Linked DNA regions of Mus musculus: region 2 is linked to region 1. Evidence: chromatin contacts called from public promoter capture Hi-C data. All regions are on one chromosome and are shown on one strand. Each heading gives the region's core, a stretch centred on a gene start, on an enhancer-like site or on the middle of the called end of the contact. The rest is flanking DNA. Distances are from core to core; before and after follow the strand shown.

Evidence for each region. Promoter capture Hi-C pulls out the DNA fragments that hold promoters and counts their contacts.
Region 2: a promoter capture Hi-C map of hippocampal neurons shows a contact between it and region 1, with 4 times the contacts expected there. The contact joins the promoter of Ascl4 here to the enhancer-like site in region 1. A contact is called at or near these places in 9 of 39 promoter capture datasets (the HPC-7 cell line, cranial neural crest, embryonic stem cells and 6 more), 2 of 484 Hi-C or Micro-C datasets (both in cortical neurons), 6 of 115 datasets of contacts at active chromatin or transcription factors (astrocytes, bone marrow-derived macrophages, embryonic basal ganglia and 3 more) and 1 of 9 other capture datasets (embryonic stem cells).

The regions. Positions count from the first base shown.
Region 1 is chr10:85,219,660-85,225,191 of GRCm38.p6, forward strand. No RefSeq gene overlaps it. Among named protein-coding and RNA genes, the nearest start is that of Cry1, 37 kb to the left of the region's middle. Within about 2 kb of position 1,537, at least 21 of the 459 cell types and tissues checked have an H3K27ac peak or open chromatin away from gene starts, as enhancers often do. A contact at or near this core is called in cortical neurons and hippocampal neurons, where this site is marked.
Region 2 is chr10:85,924,388-85,930,640 of GRCm38.p6, forward strand. It overlaps Ascl4 (achaete-scute family bHLH transcription factor 4), which reads left to right and starts at 3,015. Exons shown (of 1, transcript NM_001163614.2): 1 at 3,015-5,262. The coding sequence starts at 4,104. The coding sequence ends at 4,538.

The DNA.
Region 1 (5,532 bases), core at 287-2,786:
TGTTCCTGAACTGTGGTCACTCATACTTGGTTCATAATGGCCATGTCTTATTCCCTTTGTGGTAAGGGTATGGTCTTTTTGCATTGGTGGACAAAGCTGTCAGTCTCCCAGTCTAACTCAGTGCCGTTTCTACTATGTCATTCTGGCCTTTGAATGTCCTTGTCAGTGTTGACTGAAGAATCTGACATTTGGGTCATTATTGTTAATAGCTATCACCACGTTGGAGGCCTCCCAAGAACTCTTGCTGCTTCCTCCGTCCTGACGGCTTACCCAGGAAAGTGTTCTTATTTTCCCATCTTATGATTGCGAAGACGGAGCAACAGAGGACAAATAATTTCCCTTGCATCTTAAAGGATAGTGATGTAGAGCTGAGATTTAAATTCAGTTCTCTCTGATTTACTCACAATGCAAACTCATACACTTAAGATCATTGGAATTCCCCAGAGCCATCTTTTCTTGGAAAAGAGTATCTAATAGCATCTTTTAAGGCTGCTGGCCTTAAATGATCTTGCGTGATATGAGTAACATTGTTACCAGGATCTCAGTCTCTTCGAATGCCTTTTCCCTGCCTGGGTCACAGTGGAGTCAGGTGTAATCCTTTTTACTTAGGCCCCTCCCCTCTTCGTTACTAACCTCCTTATGTGTGTTTCACACAAAATTCTTCGATTAATTTGGGGGATAAACTGGCAGCACCAGGGAATCAAAACAGTAATTTTAGCACCCTGGAGGGGTAGCTGCTGAGGACATCATGTGGCAAGCCAGGGATGGTTGGGCAAGACAAGAGCGTGGAGCCCGTGTGGGCTGTTTCCTTCCTTAACCCCCCAGATCCAGGCAGGCAAAACATCTCATAAACAATCTCTTCCATGGGCTTCGCTGCCAGCTCGGAATGGGCTTGGAGTCTATTTGGCTTGCTTTTTAAAGAGGGTGTGAGTGAAACGCTGTCGTTTAAAACTGACCAGAACCCGTGCTATGAGAACAGGTGGACCTGAATTTGGAGCAAATTAAAGGTGAGGCTGAGTTTCAAAGCAAACACAACTGGAGAGCTTGTTTGACTTTAGAAAAATGTTCAATTACCCTTGGGATTCCTTAAAGCGGGATGTCCCTCGCTGCAATTAAAATGTAAATCTCCCTATTTAATTTTGGCTAGCACACATGACCCTTCAAGAATATGCTTGCCTTACCAAGTCAAGGAAGCTTTGTAAAGCAGAAGACAGATTTTCAGCAAAAGACCTGTTGTTTCTTATAAAAACTAAGGCCCAGAAAGCGCTTCTTCCTATTTTTTAATGGTAAAGCTACAATAGAAACCTCATTCATGAGAGAGATCTTGTTTTGAAGTATCATGTAAGACTCTTTTCTAAAACACACTGAGGTTGGTCGAGAACAGGTGCTTGTACAAGCCGAGGCTAGGCGTTGCTGCAAAACCCTGCACCAGTAGGTGGCGCTCTAAGAAAGAGATTACCTTACGGCAAAGGCCAACACCTTGGGGCTTGAAAGCAAAACTGCACTCCTCTCCTGTCTCTTTTTGAAGGCAAAGGCTTTGCTCGCCTCCTTGGAGAGTCTCAGGTTCCCTGCCCTGACTGTCCATCTCTGCAGCGTTATTCGCGCAGATCGGTACCCACAATAACATTTCTTTTAGAACTGTGGGGTAGGGAAGTGAGGCCACACCTGTTATGTAAGACCTTAGCTTGCAGCCTCTGATTCCCGAATCACAGAATGTATTAGCTATTTCGTCGTGTTAAATGAGGATGCTGAGACTGAAATGGAGAATCCAGACTGCCTATCTCCTTGCTTCAGGTTGCGTGCCTCCCAGCTTTTGGGTACGATGTTAGGAGCTTATGGAGGAGGAAATGATGGCAGCCACGTGTGGGGACAGAACGGCTTGTTTTAAAACGGACTGTTTTCCTCTGATTTTCTTTTTCCTCTGCTCTTCTAGTCGTGTCCTCCTAGCAGAACAGATGACAAATGTTAGCTAGTGAGTCTGTCTTAGGTTTCATTTCTGCCAAACTGCCATTTCCCTGATCAGCCACACTTGCTTGTATATAAACCCTGTATCGTGGATTCCCGTGTGCTTGGAAGCACTCCAGGAGGGAAGGGCATGGAAATGAACAAAGCAGACTCTGGCTCTTATAAAGGAAGGAGAAAATAAGTAAGCCAAGCATTTAGCACGTGAATGATGATTACCAGGGAGAAAACCCAACAGCAGCAAAGCAAAGAGAGCTACAGTGTTCAGAACAGCAGCAACTGGGTCAGAGAGAGGCTCATTGAGAGGGCCACCTAGTGATGAGGAAACTCTGAATTTAGAAACAGTAGGGAGACTACTAGATACTACTTGTGTGCGTGCACATGCGCGAGTGTGTGCATGAGTGTGTGCACGCGTGCTTATGAGTGTGCATGTGTGTTCACGTATGTGTGAGTGTATGTGTGCCTGTGTATGCACATGTGTGTCCCCACCTGTACCAATGCTTCTGCCGAGGGAGGCTCATGTCAAGCATGTCACGTTTCAGACTCTTTCATTCTGCCTGGATGCCAGCAATCAAGTCCCAGATGTTTCTGTCTCTCCTTTCCTAGGGAGATTAATCCATCCATCCCCTTTCCATGACTTTATCTCCATCCTCTGTGGTTATATGAACCATCACTTGCTTACGGAAGACTTAATAGCTAACAGTTACATATAACCAACTACAAGCCATATTTATCTTCCTGGGTCTGGGTTACCTCACTCAGGATGATAATTTTCTAGTTCTATCCATTTACCTGTGAATTTCAAGATTTCATTTTTTTTAATGGCTGAGTAATACTCCATTGTGTAAATTTACCACATTTTCTTTATCCATTATTCTGTTGAGGGGCATCTGGGCTGTTTCCAGTTTTGGGCTATGATAAATAGAGCAGCACTACACATGGCTGAACATGTGTCTCTGTTGTAGAATGAAGCATTCTTTGGGTATATGCCCAAGAGTGACAAGCTGGGATCTTGAGGTGGACCTATTCCCAGCTTCCTGAAAACTGCCATACTGATTTTCATAAGGCCTGTTCAACTTCACACTTCCACCAGCAACGAATGGATTTCTTCCACATCCTTGACAACATAAGCTGCCATTTGCTTTATTGTTGATGGCCATGCTGACTGGTGTAAGATGAGATCCCAAGGTAGATTGTTTTAACACTTCTCTGATAACTAAGGATATTGAATATTTCTTTAAGTGATTCCCAGTCATTCGAATTTCCTCTTTTGAGAATCCTCTGTTTAGATCTATACCCCATTTTTAAATTGGACTGTTTGCTTTCTTGATATCCATTTTTTTAGTTCTTTATATATTTTAGATATTGGCCCTCAATCCTATGCTTAGTTAGTAAAAACTTTACCCATTCCATAACTTGCTGCTTTTTGTCCAAATGATGATGTCTTTGCCATACAGAAGCTCCACAGACCTGTTTTGAAGCTCAAATCTGTGATAAGGTATATGGGATGGATCCAGTTCTTTTCAATGTGATACCATTCTGAAGTTTTATTTTTCTCATTCGATGCTTCCAACTATGCTATGTCATATTCCTTTCCCCCTGGGAAGGGCTCCTTCAGTGACTTCTTGGGTAGATTTAATAACTTTCTAGTTGCCTAGGTGATGTGGATACTCTTGTTTCAAAGTGTACATGACTGTTCCTTTCCATGACCCCATTGTCAGACTTGATTGACAGTTCTGTTCTTGGTCCCACACAGATGACTTTCTCTGTAGCCCCAGTGAGGTTGGAGTGGAGGGCCAGAGATGACCCTGAGACAACCTATTTTTTATTCCAGGGATCCTGGGCACATGCCTCATCTCTTCCCTTCGGCTCAGCCCGATTCTATCTAATGATAGTGGCAATCTCCTTGCAAGCACCGTGTAGTCTTTTCTATGTGGATGGCCACTCTCAGTTTTCATCCTTTAGGACCACGCCCCCTGGTTAACCTGGCCTAGAGGCCCTTAGAATGCCTGCTCAACTGTTTATGTTTATGTTGGTACCTCAGCTTTTTCCAAAGTCTTGTGTACCACTCTAGGGCCTCAGAGGACTGGGATAAATGGAGGCTTGTTCTGTCTTCTTCCTAGTCATATCGTAGTGTACTGTGGGCATTTTGTCTTCCTGTGGTTCTTCTACCAAGATGCTTCCCTTTAGTTATAGTAAGTAAGCAGTGTCCTTTTACCAAAGATCCTGAAATCTAAGGCTACACCCATGAAGCATCCTCTATTCCCCCCAGAATAGAGAGAGAAACAAAAAGGTTGATGTGCCATTTCTAGGTCTCTAGAACATTCTTCAAGAGGTCTTACCACATTATGCTTGCCTCGAGAGAAAAACAGAGTATTAGAGATTAAAAAAAAATCCAAGTCATTAGAGAAGGGGATGCCCTTCTTGTTGGGACAAGATAACAAGAATGTTATAGCCAGGGTGGTGGTTTAAATAGCAGAGGTTTAAATTTCACAGCCCTGGAAGTTAGAAGTTTGAGGTTAGTGTCCCAGCGTGTTTGGGGGTCCAGCGAGGACCATCTTTCGGGCTTACAGAGTGCTACCTTCTTAAGGTGTTTGGATCGCTTCCTGTTTTGTGAGGCTATGAATCCCATCAACAGGACCCTATCTTCATGGCATCTTTTAACCTGTTATCTTCTGAACACCCCATCTCCAACACCCACTACGTTGGAAGTTAGGGCTTGAACATAGGGCTCTGGGGAACACTGTTCATCCAGTCTGTGTCACTTAATGTTACAAAGGGGTTCCTGGCATATGGAAAGTGACATTTTCTTACCAATATACTGAACTACAATAATATCTTTTCTCCCTTACAGTAATATACTTTTCATACCATATATCTGATGTGAGGGGTGATTAGTTATAGATGAGGTATATGTGCTGCCTAGGGCCCTTTCAGAAATCCCTGCATGGGTGCCAATGAGCTCAATGTCTAGTAGCTCCTAGAAAGTTCCTTGAACTTAAAAATTTGGGCTGTCCAATGTTTTTTGGCTTTCAGCTTTGGACCTCAGCTTCTGGAAAACAACTTGAGCAACAACGTCATCTTGGAGTCTAGCTGCATGTTAGAAAGAACTTTCTATTACAAATGCACATTTTCACTCTTCTGCAGTGGCTAGGCAACGAGAATTAGCACAGTGAAGATGAAAAGTTTTATAATCCTGGATTATGGAAATAAACTGCAAAACAAATATACAATCTAGTGAGAGGTAGGGAACCTGGAAAATCACAGCTTCGACTGAATGCTCTGGGAAGCCATCGCTGAAAAGATGAGGTTTGAGCTATGACGAAAGTGGCAATATGGTGGGAGCAGAGAGCTTGGGAAGGCATATGTGAGTGTGTTGGCTTTCAGGAGGAACAGCAGATCTGTGTGGTCAGAGTTCAGGGAGGCAGGAAGTGAGGGCGTGGACGTGTGCAGGGTTTAAAGGCTATCTCAACAAGGGATTTTGTTTTAATGTACAAAGCGTGATAGCCATTCTTGATTGTCACCTTGATTGTCACCTTGGCTATATCTGGAATGAGCTCTAGCCCGGAA
Region 2 (6,253 bases), core at 1,765-4,264, 710 kb after region 1:
GATCTGTAGGTCTGGCTCAAGTCAGTGTATCATTTATGTGCTATGAACATTTCCTCTTTATTCTTTCATTAGATTGAAAATATAAAGCACATGATATTTGTAATAAGTGAACAGTAGTGAGATCGATGAAGGACAATGATCACACTTCTATACCCAGTGACATACTCTCTAGGCAATCAACAACAAAATTTTAGTATACATCTTTCCACTTCATTTTCCATGTCTGCACAAACACCTGAAGGCATAGATGACACCTGTCATGGTGTTACGCCAGCAGTCAAGGGGCTGAGGCAGGAAGAGCTTGAATTAGAGGCCAGCCTGGGCTACAGAGTGAGATCCTGTTTCAAAAGCAGAAACAAAAATGAATAAATCATGTAAAATTGTTTCATGTTTCTATTGCAAACATTGGTCTGAAATTTTCTCTTTTTTTTTTTGCCTTGTTGTGTTAAACATTTTTTATATTTCTGTAAGTACTTACACATTGCATATGTAAAAATACCTATGTTACTTTTAATAATAACATGAAATCTGTATTAGTCTTTTCTTTATGGAGAAGTATTCAGACTGTGTCCTGTGTCCTCTTCACCCTACTTCCTTGGAACAGAACCTAAGGATAACTCCAACTCTTTACTGTTTGTTTGTTTGTTTGTTTGTTTGTTTGTTTGTTTTTCAACACAGGATAGCCTTGGCTGTACTGGAACTCACTCATAGACCAGGTTGGCCTTGAACTCCTAGATATCCACCTGCCTCTGCTTCCTGGGTGCTGGTATCAAAGGTGTGCACCACCACCATACACCATCCTCTTTTTATTTTTATTTTTATTTATTTATTTTTTTCGAGACAGGGATTCTCTGTATAGCCCTGGCTGTCCTGGAACTCACTTTGTAGACCAGGCTGACCTCATACTCAGAAATCTGCCTGCCTCTGCCTCCCAAGTGCTGGGATAAAGGTGTGTGCCACCACGCCCGGCGCACCATCCTCTTTTTATTTTGTCTTTTTAGACACAGTCTCACAGGCCGCCCTGACTGACTTTGGGACAGTCTCACAGGCCACCTTGACTGGCTTTGGGACACAGTCTCACAGGCTGCCCTCTCTGGCTTTGACTCACTCTGCAGCCCAGGCAGGCCTTGAACATTCTTTTCTTTTTAAGATTTATTTTACTTTTGAAATTGCAGTTATTTCTTTTATATTTTTCTTGAGATTATAATATAGTCACACCAATTCCCCCTTTCCTTCCCTCCCTCCAAACCTTCCCATATATACCTCCTCCTCAAACTTTTTCAAATTTATGGTCTCTTTTTTTTTATTAATTGTTGAAACATACATATATGGATATTATAAACATATATATTCTTCAACACATAAGTCAGACTCGCTAACACAGCTGTCTAAGTACGAGCAGAACAAGGGCAAACAGCAATAGACACACTACTGTGTCTATAGGGGAAAGCAACAGCAATAGACACACTACTGTGTCTATAGGGGAAAGCAACAGCAATAGACACACTACTGTGTCTATAGGGGAAAGCAACAGCAATAGACACACTACTGTGGACAGGGAAAGCCCCTGAAGCCCCAGCCCTCCCCAGGGAACTACAGGCTACTAAGGATGAGACATAATCTTCCCCCAGAGAAAAGCACACCAACTGGTTATCCAACACCTCATGGTCAGCCCGGAATGCACATCTACAGGTAGCATTATGCAGGCCTTGAACTTGCAGCCATCCTGCCAAGGCTCCCAACAGAGCTGGGATTGTATAGGTAAGCAGCCCAACAGAGCTGGGATTGTATAGGTAAGCAGCCCAACAGAGCTGGGATTGTATAGGTAAGCAGCCCCAGGCACACCCCTGGTCTCCTTTTTAACTCACTACAAATGCTGTGCTTGGTGTGTGTCTGTAGTTACGTATAAACCTGTAGTGATGCATTTCTTTCTGTGGATCAAAGGCGGTGGCATAATAAATATGCTGTGAATTATAATCATTCCTTCCCCAAACACTTGAGTGATTTATGCTTCCACCCTCCTACAAGTCCTCAACACGGGCAGTTGTTAGTCAGCCTTTATCTGCTTTTATTTTATTTTATTTTATTTTATTTTATTTTATTTTAATATAAAAAACAATCCTGACTGGCTTAGAACTTGTTATGTTAACCAGGCTGGCCTGCCTCTGTCTCTCCAGGGCTAGAATAAAAGGGTGTGCACCCCCACACCTGACTTGCAAGCTTTTTCTTTTTTTTTTTTCCTCTTCCCCCAACCCCCACTTGCAGGCTTTTTTATTTGTTGTCAATCTGGGAAATAAAAACAGATCTATGTCATGTTCGTTTTCAATTATCTCATTTTCTCTTGTCACTCTTAGCAAGGAAGTTCAAAATCTTTGACCTGGCCCTATGAAGGAACTCATGGTCTGGGAGTCTACCCTGGCGAATAGGAATGCTTTCTCAACTAGTGCAAAAGTGATGACGTAAGAACTCATGGTGCCACAGGGAGTTGTTTGCCAGTATAAGCCCATAGGGAGCTACATCTAACATGGGACAACTGATACCGAAAAGGAATAATTATTTCTATTTCATTTGCCTCGATGCAAATTTCCAATTGCTTCAGGCTGATCAGTTAGACTGTAAACTTTAGTAAATATAGAAGCAGAGGGCTCCTTTAAAAAAAAGAAAAAAGAAAAAAAAAACCCAACATGTTAGGGCAACACCCTAGCTTCCAGAAAAGAGTCAAGTCTGGTTGTAAATTCAGGGGGTTTTGCCTCTCGTTTTTAAGTTGGACTTTTCAAGTAGAAGATGCCTTTAATGTGTTGGTTTGCAGGAAATCTGATTTTTCCATGCGATAACACTCTTTGACATTAACCAGTATAGTTGGATTTTTAATGACACTTTCATCTTCAAAGCCCTTTACCAGCACAGATGGATTAATTATTCATTTGTGTGTGTGGTGGTGGTGCGGGGGGGGGGGGGGGGGAGGGGGGGGCGGGGCCCTGAGTGTTAAAAAGACAAGCCTTCAAAGCCAAATCCTTTCTCCTTGGGATTGGGGCTCTCTTCTTTTCAAATGTTGTTTTCCAGTCCTCTGGGGAGGAAATAAACTTAATGATGAGTACAATAGGAAAATACTTCGTGCTATGGGAAGATATTGTTATATCCTGAGTGGGATTAGAAGAGGTTGGGAGGCAGGACTAAAGGTGTGTTTACAGTAAGCACTCCGAGAAATAACTGGCTAAAAGTGTTTGTTACTGTTCGGGCTTTTGATGTGTTTTTACAGAGCAGCAGAAGCACAAAGGGCCCCGCGTTAAACATACCTTAGAACACAATGTGCGGATCCTTACATTCGATGCTAAAGTACATATATTTTGTTCTTGATTCCTTTGAAAAGTGTCTAATTTGGTTTTTAAAGATTCTATTTCGCAGAAGAAAACCTCGGGCTTCCCCGGAGGTCCAAGGAGGACTTGACACATCGTCTAACCACAAGAGAGCAGTCTTCCCTTTGATGAGCGCTTCTTCTCCACCTCCCCAGAAATGAAAGAGCAGAGAGGTATGTTTGCAAACACTCTGAAAGCTCTTTCCATCAGACCTGAACGCCGGAAACCACAAAGGGCAGTCAAGTTTGGATTTTCAAGGAGAACGCCGGAGTAAACTTTCGCTCTGTTGGCCAGCCGATCAGCCAGTGCCTGGGGAGGCTCTCTGCTCAATTCCTGAACAAGTTCGGGCTCCCGGATAGCCACACTTGCTGACCCAAGGAGTGAATTACAACAATTGGGCAGCTTTGAAAGATCAATCTGCTTAGAGTGCGACCGTCTATCCAGGCTGGGAACCCTATGTTAACTCTTAAACTAAGATCAGAGGAAGCACATGGATACAAGCGTTGATGAGGCGAGCCCTCTATCTTTGCCCCTTCTTCTCTGAAGCTTTATAAAGACCCAAGAAGAGCAACCTGCTTCGGAAATCATGCAAAGTTCACTCCAAGTGTGCTCAGGTACCTAACTTCTGGACCTAGAAACTTCTCCAGAGACAGACCGGGAAGTCTGGATGGACCAGAATCTCCGCTACGACAGCTTCCAGTCTCGTCTTCAAGGTGAGAGAGTCATCTGCGTGCTTTTTCGCAGAGAATGGAAAAACGCAGATCGGCCGGACTGCTTGCCCTGCCGTCCGCGCTACGTACAGCGCCGCTGGGCGCGCTGCCCGGGAGGGAGCCCTGCAGGGTCTCGGTGCGCCAGGATGCCGCGGACTGCGCGCGGAGACGGCCGTACTCGTCCCTGCCGCTTGGGGGCGTCGCCGAGCCCGCCTTTTTGCGCCAACGCAACGAGCGCGAGCGGCAGCGCGTGCGCTGTGTGAACGAGGGCTACGCGCGCCTCCGCCAGCACCTGCCGCGCGAGCTGGCGGGCCAGCGGCTCAGCAAGGTGGAGACGCTGCGCGCCGCCATCAGCTACATCAAGCAACTGCAGGAGCTGCTGGAGCGCCACCGGCCGGACTGCAACAGCGATGGCGAGTCCAAAGCATCCTCCGGAGCCTCGCCCTGCAGCGAGTCTGAGGAGCGTAGCTAGCAGCATCCTAGCCCACTGGGCTTTCATGGTTGCTTCTCCGGGCCTAGATCTTTAAAACAAAACCAAAAACCAGAAAACAACTAAGTGCTTCTGGATCTAGGAAAGAAAGGTAATTGAATGTTTAGAGAGTTTGGTTTTTTTTTTTTTTTTTTTTTTTTGTCCCCTTTCACCTTCATTGGTTCCGAGTTTGCAGCTTAAAAATGCTTAAGGAAACTCAATTCTCGTATTTTTGAAGCACAGAAGGGCCATCTCAAATCTATGCGGTGATTTTAAAAACACAAAGGACTTTAAGAAACCTTAGCCAGAGAAGAAACACACACACACACACACACACACACACACACACACGAGACAGTCCTTCACGCGAGAGGAACATTCTCACTCATTCCTTCCAATTGGGAAATGCACTGGAAATCTCAACACCTCACTGAGGGTAGGACACTCCATAAGACATTTGTGGAGCATCTGCTGGACCTGAACGTCGCTGTGCTAAAAAGGACAATGCTTGACCTATCTTGCTTCGTCCGCAAGAGGTAGATCGGAAACTTTAGCAGCTAATAAAGTGCCGCGAAGTTAATGATCTTTTTGGAGGAGCTCTGAATGGCCATCTTCTCTCCCGGTTTCTGCCCACTGTTTCTCTTGCCCTTTTGTCTATGTGTTCCCCTGTACAGTTCTCATCCCGTCTAACCTTTGCTTGGAAAAAATAAAAAAGCAAGTATGCTTAGTGCCTTTTGGTGTTTGACACTGACTTGACAAATGGAAAGCAAATATGCACGGTGCCTTTTGGCATTTGAGCTGAATGGAGAGAGCTATGGACGATGGGGTTGGGTTGAACTTGCTACATGTCCGAGCCATTTGTCTTTGAAAGCTTTCTAGCGTGTTGAATATTTAACTATGGTCATTCCTTCTACCTCACCAAAACAGTTATGAATTCTGTAAAACCACTAGATGCTTGTTGACATCTGACGGTAAACTGATTTCTTTCTTTTTTTTCTTTTTTTTTTTTTTTTTTTTTGGTTTTTCGAGTCAGGGTTTCTCTGTGTAGCCCTGACTGTCCTGGAACTCACTTTGTAGACCAGGCTGGCCTCGAACTCAGAAACCCGCCTGCCTCTGCCTCCCGAGTGCTGGGATTAAAGGCGTGCACCACCACGCCCCCGGCTGTAAACTGATTTCTAAAGCTCCTGACCCCACCCATCTACCCCTTCTGTGGTGGTGGCAATTGAACCACAGGCTTAATACATGCTAGGTAAGTGCCCTCCCACTGGGCTATGCCCCAGCCATACTCACCTTCTAATCTCGTGAATTCCCTTTCTTTAGAGGAAGCTTGGCTTGAGAGGGATGGAGTGGAGGAGCACGGACTTTGGTGAGCACTCTCTAGGCGCCATCTCCTCACAAGGCCCCTTCCTGCCTGCCTCGTGATTCAGCGCCTATCTTTTCCTTATTAGAACGCTGTTAATCTTTCAATTCTGTCTTGTTTGATTCTCAAATATTTGTGGCCTGGGTGTTACACATGCATTTTGCTTAAAATTTAAAACAGAGTGTATCCTTTCTCTTGAGCTGAGCATGGTGGTGCCCACCTTTAGTCCCAGCACGTGGGGAATAGAGGCAGGAGGATCTTGCTAAATGCAAGGCCAGAGAGGTCTACATAGCCAGTTCCACGTGATGAAACTCTGTCCAGATGGGCCTGGTGGCACACACCTTTAATCCTAGCACTC